Linked DNA regions of Mus musculus: region 2 is linked to region 1. A link is a contact called in public HiChIP or PLAC-seq data. All regions are on one chromosome and are shown on one strand. Each heading gives the region's core, a stretch centred on a gene start, on an enhancer-like site or on the middle of the called end of the contact. The rest is flanking DNA. Distances are from core to core; before and after follow the strand shown.

What was found. HiChIP or PLAC-seq counts read pairs in DNA pulled down with a chosen protein or histone mark.
Region 2: an H3K4me3 HiChIP or PLAC-seq map of bone marrow-derived macrophages shows a contact between it and region 1, with 2.1 times the contacts expected there. The contact joins the promoter of Mir99ahg here to the enhancer-like site in region 1. A contact is called at or near these places in 5 of 484 Hi-C or Micro-C datasets (LSK cells, granulocyte-monocyte progenitors, liver and 2 more) and 4 of 115 datasets of contacts at active chromatin or transcription factors (bone marrow-derived macrophages, heart atrium and stem cell-derived neural progenitor cells).

Annotation. Positions count from the first base shown.
Region 1 is chr16:77,170,862-77,177,026 of GRCm38.p6, reverse strand. No RefSeq gene overlaps it. Among named protein-coding and RNA genes, the nearest start is that of Gm31258, 130 kb to the left of the region's middle. Within about 2 kb of position 2,431, at least 36 of the 459 cell types and tissues checked have an H3K27ac peak or open chromatin away from gene starts, as enhancers often do. A contact at or near this core is called in bone marrow-derived macrophages, where this site is marked.
Region 2 is chr16:77,326,577-77,332,741 of GRCm38.p6, reverse strand. Mir99ahg (Mir99a and Mirlet7c-1 host gene (non-protein coding)) reads right to left here and starts at 3,414. Exons shown (of 5, transcript NR_015543.3): 1 at 3,064-3,414.

The DNA of each region.
Region 1 (6,165 bases), core at 1,182-3,681:
ATTATTATATATTCATAAGCATCTAGAGTTTCCATGGAAGAATCCATTTGTAACATAAATCTGTTCATCTATATTTTTCCAAGCCAGTCATTTAAATAGGATGTGTTCTCTTACTTGCCTCATTGCAAGGGAAATAAAAGATGCTTTACCAAGCGTCCTTAACTCACAGTTGTCTTATTCTCCCACTTGGTAACCTCAACATGTCACATACGAAGTAAACTTTGTGAACAGCACAAAAGCTTACTTAGAAGACATTCCATGCATATTGCTATACGAGACAACTTCATGGTCCGACAATTAAACATTCTTGGTAAATTTCAGTAATTTTCCTTTTCAGTTTTGTCTCCCTTGAAAGTCTCATTAAGAATATACTGATATACTTCTTTGGAGGAAAGGAAGAAATTGTAGATTATATTCTTAAAACATGTCTGCTTGCTGAAAAATATAGATTGAAAAATACAGCATTGATAAAAATTTATCTGGATATAGCTCAAATATTAGCTCAAAAATTTTATTCCTGGTAATATGCACACACACACACACACACAGTGTAATTTTATTGTTATGCTCCTATAGCAAAAATAATAATAGGTTTAACCTTAGGCTCAAAATGTACCAAGATTCAGGTTCTTGGCCACTTTAGCAGAGTCATATATGATTCCATGTCATGGGGATCAAACAAATGCGATCAAACAGGACTTGTGTCCATATCACCTCATTGAGACTGTGGTAGCCTGCACAAACCTGCACTGGTTCAAACCCAGACAAGGCTCCAAGTACTGAGAAGAAAATAGACATGGGGTTTCATCGCTAAACAAGAAGCAATTTGCATTTAATATTTACTGCAGAAAGGAAAATACATTTTCTCCAATGGGTGTCACTGGGTATTTGAACCACACTCCAGGATATACCCCATGCCCAAGAATAGCTGTCCAAAAAACAAGAAACACACACACACTCAGAAGCCTTTGTGATTATTTTGGCGACTTTAGGTAGGTTTTTGTTGTTTTCTGGGGGCTCTTTTGTTGTTGTTTTGCTTTGCTTTGACTTAAGGTTTTTGCTTTGATTTTTGTTTTCTTTGTATGTTTTGTTTTTGAGGAGGAATGGTCATGGAGAAAAAGCATGACCAAAATATGTTGTAGGAAATATTTCAAAGAAAGAAAAAGGAAGGAGTTCACTTAAAATAAATCAGGGAAGGTGCGAGAATACACTGATGAATTAGGTAAGAGAAGTAAAAACTCATAATTTGAAAACTATACAATTTTATACCTACTGAAACTTTAGGAAATAAATCAGAGATTTTTTTTTTTTTATGGCACAGTAGTACAAAATGCCAGCCCTGGAAAGTCAAATAAGCCCATTTTGTGCAGTTGATAATATAGTACAGGAATGTTGAAATGATTTCCCATAATCAAAGAGAATGGTTTCGACACACTTGTGTGGAAACAAGAACAAGAGGAGAAAACCATGGTAAACCAGATAAAATGAAGGATGAGAGTGGAGAAGTGTCATTTGACATTTGACCAAATCTATGCACTTTAATGTTCCCTACAAATAAAATAACAACCGTGCTGTTTACACATGCTCTCCCTCCGTCCTGGAGATAGGCCAAGGCTCCACAACTGAACACTTTATCTGTCTGCAAGGAAGACCAGGCAAAGGCAGTGCACAGATGCCCTCTTTTCTGCTTCAATCTGTGTTAAAAGCCTTAGTGTTTAGGGTAAGTTACATATTCAATTGGTCTTAATATTTATAAAAGCAGAGCAATATTGGCCTTTGCTTGCACAACTTGTTCTCGGCTCTCCGAGGCTTATATCATGGTTGTCTGTCATCATTTTCATATATCTGATGATGTAGTTTAACATTTATTTTGAGCACACGGTATTGCTGGTAGACATTTTTTTCTTTTTATTAAAAGCTTTAAACGAGCTAAAAAGAATTCTGGACATTCGCAATAGGATTTCAAAGCTTAAAGAGATATAAGAGGTCATCCAGCATCTTCAGATTTATAGATAGAAACTAAGACCCAGGAAGTTGAGGACAAGCTATGCTTATAGAGCAGTGTTGCAGAATAAGAAGGGAGATTGCACAATCAGAGAGCAAGGATGTCAGTGTTGAAATCAACCCACGATTTATAAGTGTGAAATATTAGGAAATTACTTAGCCCTCAATTGGGGATTGTGACATATCTAAAGTCCACTAATCTATTTGTGAACTTAAGTTCATTCATCTGAAAAAAGAAATGGAGATGATAATAAGCTTTCAGATCGACTGATAGATACAAAGATTATGTATTAAAATACTTTAAAAATAGATTAGTTGCTATTTTAAACTTACTAGCAGAGGTTTTTAAAATCCTCAATCTTGCTTGTTCTTACAGAATGTGATGTCCGAGTGAGCTAGTCATGCTCTTAAATGCTTTTAGTTAAAAAGGCCCTGCTTCTTGCCGTCACCCTTCAACAGTGTCTTTATGAAGCCTAGGTGATTAAGCCATACGGTGGGTCCTCAACATTGAATGTGAGATGCTACAGGCAGCCCAGCTCAAAGAGTTCAGGAAATGCTTTATGCTACGGCTTTGGACTTGAGAGACACAGTTTATGGATATAGAAAAGGGTTCTAGAAAGGTCTGTAGTAAGAAAAATCGGCTTATCCAAAATTTCTTTGCCACACTTAATAAGTGATGACTGTTAATAACTGAAAGATTAAACATTGCACATAAAACTTCTTCCCTAAGAATTGCATATAGAAAGAGTTGCAAAAGGCACAGAGGCACGGGGTTAATGGAATGGATAGCTTAGAGATGATGGATTAGTCCCTTCTAAGTATTAAGTGTCTAGACAAGTGGCTTATTTTCACTTTGCATGATTCACATACAGGATGTGTAAATCGGAGGAGAAGCCGAATGAATATAGGACTTAATACTATAAAGTACTGAAGAATAAGATAGTGGCATTGCCTGTCTTTAACACCGTTATTGTAATGAACACCTTGAATTTGTAATTTTAAGCCTTCTGTAATTTTTTTTCCTCAGTAAATTATACCTCCTAATTTTATATCCACAAACCATGATTCTATCCCGTTAAAAACAAGCATCTCAATCTATATATGGAAAAAAAAACAACAAAAAGTTTCTTAAAATTAAAAATGTATTATCAAGAAGGACTTGTCTTACTTGAAGGACTCTAAATTATCTGTCAGCATCTATTTAAAAAAAAATGAAGCATCAGATCTTTTAAGCTCTGAAACTGCAGAAGTCATATTAAGGTCTCTGCTATAAAAGGAAGTGTTTTTTCTACAGGTAGGTAATATTTTACAGACAGATTACAAACCATCACCTCACACGGACGGACAGAGAGGCACTGTAGTGGCTGTAACTTAATCTCCACGTTCTGGCGATCTCAAATCTCTGGAGTGTCACTTTATGGTTTACAATGCAGTTACATCACAATCCCTCAATAGAATTACAGCCTGCTCACTAATCTCTCCCTATCAGGTATCCTGTGAGGAAGGAAGTTGTGAGGCCCCAAAAGAAAGACTCAGTGGCGTGAATGATTGCATTCAGTCTCTTTCCACAACAATATCTGTAAGTCTGGAGGTGATAAATGGCACCCATGTTATAAATGAGCAACAGGGTCAGTAGCAGCAAGGAGCCAAGGGTTCAAAGAAAAGGCTCCGTCCTGATGGGTTCAGGAAAAGGCCACATACTGCTGGCGTGCATCATGGCAGATAAATCCTCCAAGATGGCTTGTTGCAATTACAAAACAGAATTAGAAAAGGCTGTTATTAAAGAGCCAAGATTTCTGTCCAGGAGTTGAACAAAGAACATTGATTAGCACAAAAGACATTCTTTTTCCAGTGGGGGGTGAAAAAATCCTGACATGACAAGAATCCTGGTGGAAAATATCCTCAAATTGCTAAACGATTCATTAACACTGAAAGACAAGTAACTGGATAACATGTTTATTTTCTTGGGCTCTTTTTTTTTTTAACCTCCTGTAAACAGTTACAAAGAGTTCAGGAGAGACACTGGTTGAATAACTTCTCTAAAGCTAGGAGGCTTCATCCTGGCTCTACAGAACCTCCTCTGTTGAATTAAATAAAGTTAATATGCTCTGCACTTATCAACTAAAATATAGGATTTCTCTGAGCTTATATCTGTTAAAGACCTTGTGTTAGGGTAAAATCATCTGAGAAATTCTCATTTGCCTGTTTCGCAATGAAGATCATGAAACCCTGACCCTATTCACACTGTCTGATGCGTAAAGGAGAAATTAGGATTTCAATGGTATGGATAGTGAATCCCTGGTGCCTACTTCAACCTTTTGCTCAGGAGGTAGTTTTCTCAAACAAATAGTTTTCTCAAACAAATGAGACTTGTTCCCTGGAGAGAATTACTCTGCCCCTGGCTCAATTGCTATATATGTCTGTGTAGGTTTCAATGTCTACTTTTACTTGGCATTTATTTGTTAATAAAGCCCATTTGCATCATACTGACACTTTCTGTTAGGATAATGGTGCAAAACTAGGTTAGAATATGGGAAGGGGCAGACATTCCCGTTTCCATTACTGTTCATACAGAGAGGTCTTACACCAAAGATCTAGAAGAGAGGCAAGAGGACATCCTGCCTTAGTTATTTTTTTAACTGGGTATTTATTTCATTTACATTTCCAATGCTATCCCCAAAGTCCCCCACACGCTCCCCCACACACTCCCACTTCTTGGCCCTGGCGTTCCCCTGTACTGAGGCATATAAAGATTGCAAGACCAATGGGCCTCTCTTTCCACTGATGGCCAAATAGGCCATCTTCTGATTCATATGCCACTAGAGACACGAGCTCTGGGGAAGGGGGGGGTGGGTACTGGTTAGTTCATATTGTTGTTCCACCTATAGGATTGCAGATCTCTTTAGCTCCTTAGGTACTTTCTCTAGCTCCTCCATTGGGGGCCCTGTGATCCATCCAATAGCTGACTGTGGGCATCCACTTCTGTGTTTGCTAGGCCCCGGCATAGTCTCACAAGAGACAGCTATATCTGGGTCCTTTCAGCAAAATCTTTCTAGTGTATGCAATGGTGTCAGCATTTGGAAGCTGATTATGGGGTGGATCACCGGATATGGCAGTCTCTAGATGGTCCATCCTTTCGTCTCAGCTCCAAACTTTGTCTCTGTAACTCCTTCCATGGGTGTTTTGTTCCCAATTCTAAGAAGGGGCAAAGTGTCCACACTTTGGTCTTCGTTTTTCCTGAGTTCTATTCCCTCACCAGGACAGCTAGGAAGATCTTACATTGTAACAGTCCTACAAAAGGATAAAAATAATGCACATTTCTCTATGAGTGATAGCCTTTATGGAAACTATTTTCTCTTAAACAAAATAGGCATAAAGTAGCTTTGAAACTGCACGTAAAATATAAGAATAAAACCTTAACACGTTTTACGTTCATTTTTAGTGTACTTTTATTTCGTATGTTTCATACATTTTAATTGAAATATAATTTTAGTGCTTAGTCCCTTCCCCCTTCCTACTCCCAACACACTTTCTCCTAAGCCCTCTCCCTCAAATTCCTTCCATATGCCCTCGCTCTCAAAGTGACAGATAGCCTTATCTTTCCCAATTATTATTATTACATATACATGGGCATATGTTGAAAATATATAAATATAACCTGCTGGGTAAGTTTTTATTATATTGTGTGTATATGGTAATAGGAATGACCACTTTGCTTTGGAAAACTAGGGCACTAATTCCTTTGATAGGCTAACTCTCCCTCTACTAACTGTCATTAGTTACCTGTAGTGAGTTGTCTAAGGGTGAAGCCCTGTACTTTTCCTTCTTCACTGTTGGCATGTCCTTTGATATTGCCATTGTTCACATCTTGTTTGTACAGACATCTCTAGGAAAGGTTTAGAGCAGACTTCCTGGTATTCTGACTCTAGCAATCTTTCTGACCCTTTTGCTGTGGCACTCCCTGAGTCCTAGATGTAAGAACTGTGATTGTACCTGTATTTATTGGGGATTACAAAAATGCCAGCAAAGTTGTGGAAGAAGACAGACTTTCATTCACTGTTGGTGGGAATGAGAAATGCTGCAGTCTCTCTGGAAATCAGTATGAAAATACTAAACAATCTAAAAATATGCATTACCATATGGCCCAGCTATGTAGCTCCT
Region 2 (6,165 bases), core at 2,165-4,664, 150 kb before region 1:
GTGAATGTAGTCTTAGCACTGTTGGAGGTGTTCCTGCTCATCTTTCAGGTAAAGAAAAACAATAGGTACCACTGCTTTCAGGGAAAGGCCTTTGGGAATCCATAGTGTGGATGGGATAAATCTCCTTCCAAATAAATTCCAAAGACCAACTGAAATACAGATGCAGCGATGTGGTCCCATCCTGACCAGTGCAGATGCAGGCTCACTGCTACAGATGTCTACTGCTACAGGGGTCAAGAAGGAACCTGAGATGTAATGAGCATGAGATGTAAGCAGATCACAGAGGTGGATAACAACAGAGCACGTGCAGTTCACTCTGGAACCCTCTATGTGAACTCAAAGGTTCAAAGTTCAAATGAAAAGAAAAAAAGCGCACCCTGCTTTGCTGTACAGAAGGACAGTTAATCACCAACATGGGGGAAAAATGCGCCTGGCAAGTGATTCGTGAGAGCGTCTACAAGTTCCCTGTATCACCCTTTCCCTTTGTGAAGCTCAATTTCACCTTGTTTCATTTAGCAGTGTCAGAAGACATTTTATTTTCATTTTTCTGTATATATTTGTTGGATTCTTGTACAATTCTCTTCTGTCCAAGAATAAAATGAATTATGGCATCCGGAGAAGGGAGGAGCTGGCTGTAAGATGTTAAAAAGCATGTACATAAAACATGAATATATGCTTGTAGAGAATACGCATGCATGCACTCTTCATATAAATAAGAAATATGGCTGTAACATATTAGCTGTTAACATATAACCGTTTCCTCTTAGCTGGAGGAAAAAAAACTGAGCTCAAGGGAAGATTAGCACTTTCTTTTTAAAAAGATATGCACCTTCTTAAATACATAGAATTAAAATACTAGAGTTGATTTTAATTTTTAAAAGTTCTCTACAGTCCACTAGTAAGTAAGTATGACCAGCTATGATAACAGATCAACATTTAAGTTTAAACATTTAAATGCTATGCAGCACTTTCTATCTTTTGTTCCTTGCAATTCACCCACTTCCAGAGGGAACCACATTCTTTTGGAGGCCCTCTCTCTACCATGCTGACTTTCTGAGCTGTGCTTGAAAAAAATAGTAATAATGAAGTTGCCTTTTGTACTTCTAGTTTTTTAATTGGTTTGGAGGAAATAATAAGGAATGCATTTTTTTCCTCAATCATAATCTTCAGAAGGTCCATCTTTTTCATAAATCCTTAGCTACACCTTTGCTTTATTTATCAGGAGACGTACAAGGCTTTCAAAACAATACACACATTTTCTTGCTATTCACATCAACTTAACAAAAGGCCTTATGAAATATATTCCGGGTGCTTTGTGGGGAAAGAACACAATTTTTCAAAACATGTAAATGAAAAAAAAAAATCATTGGTTTTCTCTCTTAAAAGGAAAATCCCTTTCTGGCAGCAGGAACAAGCAGGAACTGTGTGGCCACAAGGACAAAGAGTGAACGTAACAGGTGGCAAGGACATAATGAACTTCGTTCTCTCAGGAAAGAATGCGGCTGCCATATTTTGCTTTGATAAGGCAGCTCAGGTCACATGACAGGACGAACTTGTCTTTCCTGTGCATAATCTCCGTTCAAAATGCAAACCTAGGGCTCAGGGCTGCCAGCGGTTAACAGGTTTCCATAAAGTTTGCAAAGGCAGCTAAGAAATGCTACAAAATTACCTCGGAAATGGAATCACATTCCGACACCCTTAAAGTCCCCTTCCCTTTCACTACAAATCTGCAGCTTCTCACTGGCTGCCTTTTGTTTGGTTTTTTGTTTGGTTTATTAATTTACTTTAACAAACAGAAGATTCCAGATAAAAGGAGTCTGTCCCCCATGTAAGTTCTGTGCTTTAAACAAGTAGACAAAACTGAATTGTCTCTCTGCTTTGGAAAATGTTTAAACGATGCTGAAGTAGACCTAAAACTTCATCAAATCAACAAATGGACCATAAAGATCCTCCATATTTTTTGATAACATCAATTGCAAATATTATGGTAGCAAAAACTGATTTTTCTAATGAGGTGAACATCAGAAAGTATATTTTAGCACTTACTATAAATGTGATTATGAACATGAGAGGTTGGAATAAGAAAAATAGGTCGCCTCGGCTCACATTCCTGGACATGCTGGCAAGCTAAGATTTTCTTTGAACAACAACAAAACATAGTTAAAACAGGACTTAGTTACGTTTAAACAAGGAATTATTCTCAACTTATACTGTAAGGTTTTTCGTTGAGCTTGGTTGGTTTTATTTTAGAAAACATGACCTTACTAACTTCTAAGGTATTTGCACTGAAACAAACAAACAAACAAACAAACAAAAACTGCTCTGCATTACTGCAACATGATTCTTCAAAAAGAAATGTGTGCAAAGTCGATAGCACACAACGTGAGCAAACAGGATCAGCAGGAACAAAAGAAGTTTGCACGCTGTTGCTCAAGGACTTTTAAAGAATCCTTCCCAGGGATAAGACACATAAACCACTGGGAAGGGACTTGGGAAATCAAAGCACACTTAGTTTTCAATGCATGAAGATGTACTTTCTTAACTATTTTATATTAAAAATAAGAGGGAGCAACAGCAATTCTCACTGGCTGGCTGGCTGGCTGCTAAACACGGGCCCTGACCCTTCTCCTGGCCAGGAATGCAAAGCTCTTTCCATAGGACTTATTCCTGAGATAAGGCACCAAATCATGAAGCCAGCGCCCAGTGACACAGAAGTTGGACTAAATGCAATGTTTACACATATCCTGACTCCCCCTTCTTCCTCATCCCAGCCACATTTGATTTGCCTAAATCAATATTGACTCTGGTTGCAGAAAAGCAGGACTTAAACAAAAGAAAATCTGGAAGAGAAAGAACAGACTGGACGCTACGAGTTTTTTTTTTTTCTCTCAGATTGCAAGTATCACGTGAAATGAAGCAGAGACAAAGCCACAGAGCTTCGGAATTTCTAAGTATTCTTGATGGCTTGTTTCTCCCCCCACCCCCCAAAAAGCAGAGCAGATTTCTTAACTTGTATTACAACCCAGAAAGAATATTTGAGCAACATCTTAAATCTGCACTCACCATGTGAAAGCAACAGTTGCGTGGAGTAAAAGTGTGTTATTTCTCCTGCCCCTGTTCCATTTCAGTTCTGACTATAGTTGTCCAACAACCAAAAGGCCGGAGCTGCCACCCAGAGGCCCCGTCCACGATCTGGTTCATTTGCCTGTCAGCCCGAGAGCTGGCTTCTGCCGGCTGCAGCTGTGCACTTTGCTGAAGTTCTAATATAAATCTCCATATGGTTCCCACCGCCTCACATAGGTGATCTGGCCTCTCGGTTCAATGAACGCGCAGCTGAACTCTTTTCCAGGTGAGTCTGTGAGAGCTAGCTTTGAAGTCGTCCACTCTCAAGTTCAGGAGTTCTTGGTGAGGAGTGGGTGGAGAGAAGCAGCCTTGCTCCGGGGAACTCAGGCTGCAGTCAGAATGCGAAAACTTCCTCTGTTTTCCTGCCTTGCGTGGCTGAGCGCTAGTGCCTCTTTTCACAGAACTTCGGAATGTACAGGCAGGACGCAAAAGGGGCCCTGCCAGACAAGCCTTTCTCAATCAATTAGCTTGCAGCCATTACTTGTGACCCGAGGTCACACAGCATAAGTGTGTGGGGTGTGCCTTCAGGGGTCCCAAGGCTACTTATTACAGCTTAGATAACCTAAGCCGAGCAGACACTGCATTCTAGAAATATTTTTTAATAGTAAATGTGCTAAAGATGTAAAGTAAACCGAAGGTAACCCCCTAGTGTTCTTTCTGAGTAGGTATTGCTTGACTCAGTGAATTTAAAACAATACTTTTTCACATTAAATCAAACAGCGTTCAGGACAGAATAGTAACATGTTTTCTTTATATTATGTGCCTGCAGATGTGGAAATGACAAAAGAGCTCATGTAGACACTCACATGATTACCAGCATACATATCCCTTGTATCACATGGCTAAGCATAGGCAGTAGTATGGTTTTCCTTGAGACTTTTAAAGAATTTTAATGTAAAATTAATTTTAATTAATTAATTTTGATGCAACTATCGACAAAGTTCTCCGTAGCTAAGGAACTGACCTCACTTTGAGGATACAGCCTAGCCTGCTAACCCCGGGTGAGATTCCATGCAAAATTAACTTCACGAATTCTCTTATTTTCAGAACTATATTAGTTACAATTTCCTCCAGTTCCGAAAAAGCGCTTCTTCATTTTAGTACATTTTTAACTGGGAATTCATAAGAAAAGCTATGACGTGCTAAGAAAAAAAAATGTAATATTGCAAAACTCTATCTGCGTTTTATGCATTACATCTTCGTAGTCTTCAAAAACACTTTACAAGGATAGGTATCATTATCAAATTTGTGACAAGGAAGTATCAAGTAATTGTACTTCAAAGCAAACCCTTTCTTTGAATGATCCAACCAAATTAAAATGCTCATGTTTCTACAGTGATTAGATTAGACACCCTCCCTCTCCCAGTAGCTGTCACTCAGAGATAGAGATAGATGCCCAACACTCCATCCTTCACCCTATTTACTAAGTAACTGCACAGGCATGCGAGGCCTGCCTGGGAAATTCCTTTAGATGCTGATCTTTCATCTGCCTCGACCATCTTCGAATTAGCAAAACTGAATTAGCTTTAATCAGCTGTTATCTGATATAAAACAAAACATAGACAAATTAAAATGAACAAATTATAAGATTAGCAGCTAAATAATGCTTTCTAATAGGTAGAGCAGACTTTTTGAAAGTACAGAAACAGAGAATATAAGTGGTAAAGTTAGCTCTGGGTGAGACTGAGTGCAGAAACTGGGGTTTCCACTTTCTCAAATGTGAAATATGCGTCATTGATTGGTCTGTATATCGCCTCTGAATAAGTTTTAGAAAACAAAAAATAAATAAATAAATAAAACATGTTTGAGATCTTTCTGTGACTCCCTCATGCCTGTTTTGTATACTGAAAGTGAGCATCACTAAAAAATAGACATTGAAAAATAGACATGGGAAAATGACCAACCTAGTTAGCGACTAACCTAGTTAGTGCTTGAAGGTTCCCAAGGCCACCGAGGTTGCTACACTTCATCACTACCCCAATACCCCGTGTTGTACATTCAGAGTTTTCTCAATCGCTTTATTCAAGATGAACAGCTAATTTAAGAGTCAACAAGGGCACCCAGCCTTATATTTTAGATGTCTACAGTCATCTACTTTCAAGATTTAGCCCCTATTGTAATGGAACATCAGTGTACATGAAATAAGGATTTCTTTCTAGCAAGTTCAGAAAGGTCACTAATAACCATGCACAGCATAAAACATACAACAGAAGTTGAACAGGCCTTGATGATTTCCCTGGCTATAAAGTAGTTTTTATGGCCAGTTTGTAGGTTTTTATGTGGCCATAGACCTTTCTGAATTACACACAGGTTATGAAAATAGTCCCCTCTGCTGAAGTCTGCTATTACTCGGCAATGATTACTACCCAGACACTATTAGAGAGAGTTTGTCATTTTGATTCACGTCAAGTCCCATCTTTACTTTGTAGAGGAAACGTTCGCTCCTCTAGATGTTTTCTGATGACTTGATCCAATGTAGCAGATCATGGGCTGCTCAATTCATTTAATTTGAAAATTATCTCCCCTGCCTAAATCATTTCACAGTGTATTTTGAGGTGCTAACTTAGAATACAGGATACAATTCACAAAGCTCAAGAAACTCAAGAAGGAGAAAGATCAAAGTGTGGATACTTCGGTCCTTCTTAGAAGGGGAAACAAAATACCCATGGAAGGAGTTACAGAGACAAAGTGTGGAGCAGAGACTGAAGGAAAGGCCATCCAGAGACTGTCCCACCTGGGAATCCATCCCATACACAGACACCAAACCAAGACCCTTGGATGCCAACAAGAGCTTGCTGACAGGAGCCTGATATAGCTGTCTCCTAAGAGACTCTGCCAATGCCTGACAAATACAGAAGTGGATGCTCACAGACATCCACTGGACAGAGCTCAGGGTCCTTCCTAATGAAGGAGCTAGAGAAAGTACCCAAGGAGCTGAAGGGGTTTGTAGCCCTTAGGAGGAACAACAATATGAACTAACCAGTACCCCCAGAGCTCCCAGGGACTAAACCATCAACTAAAGAGTACACATGGAGGGACACA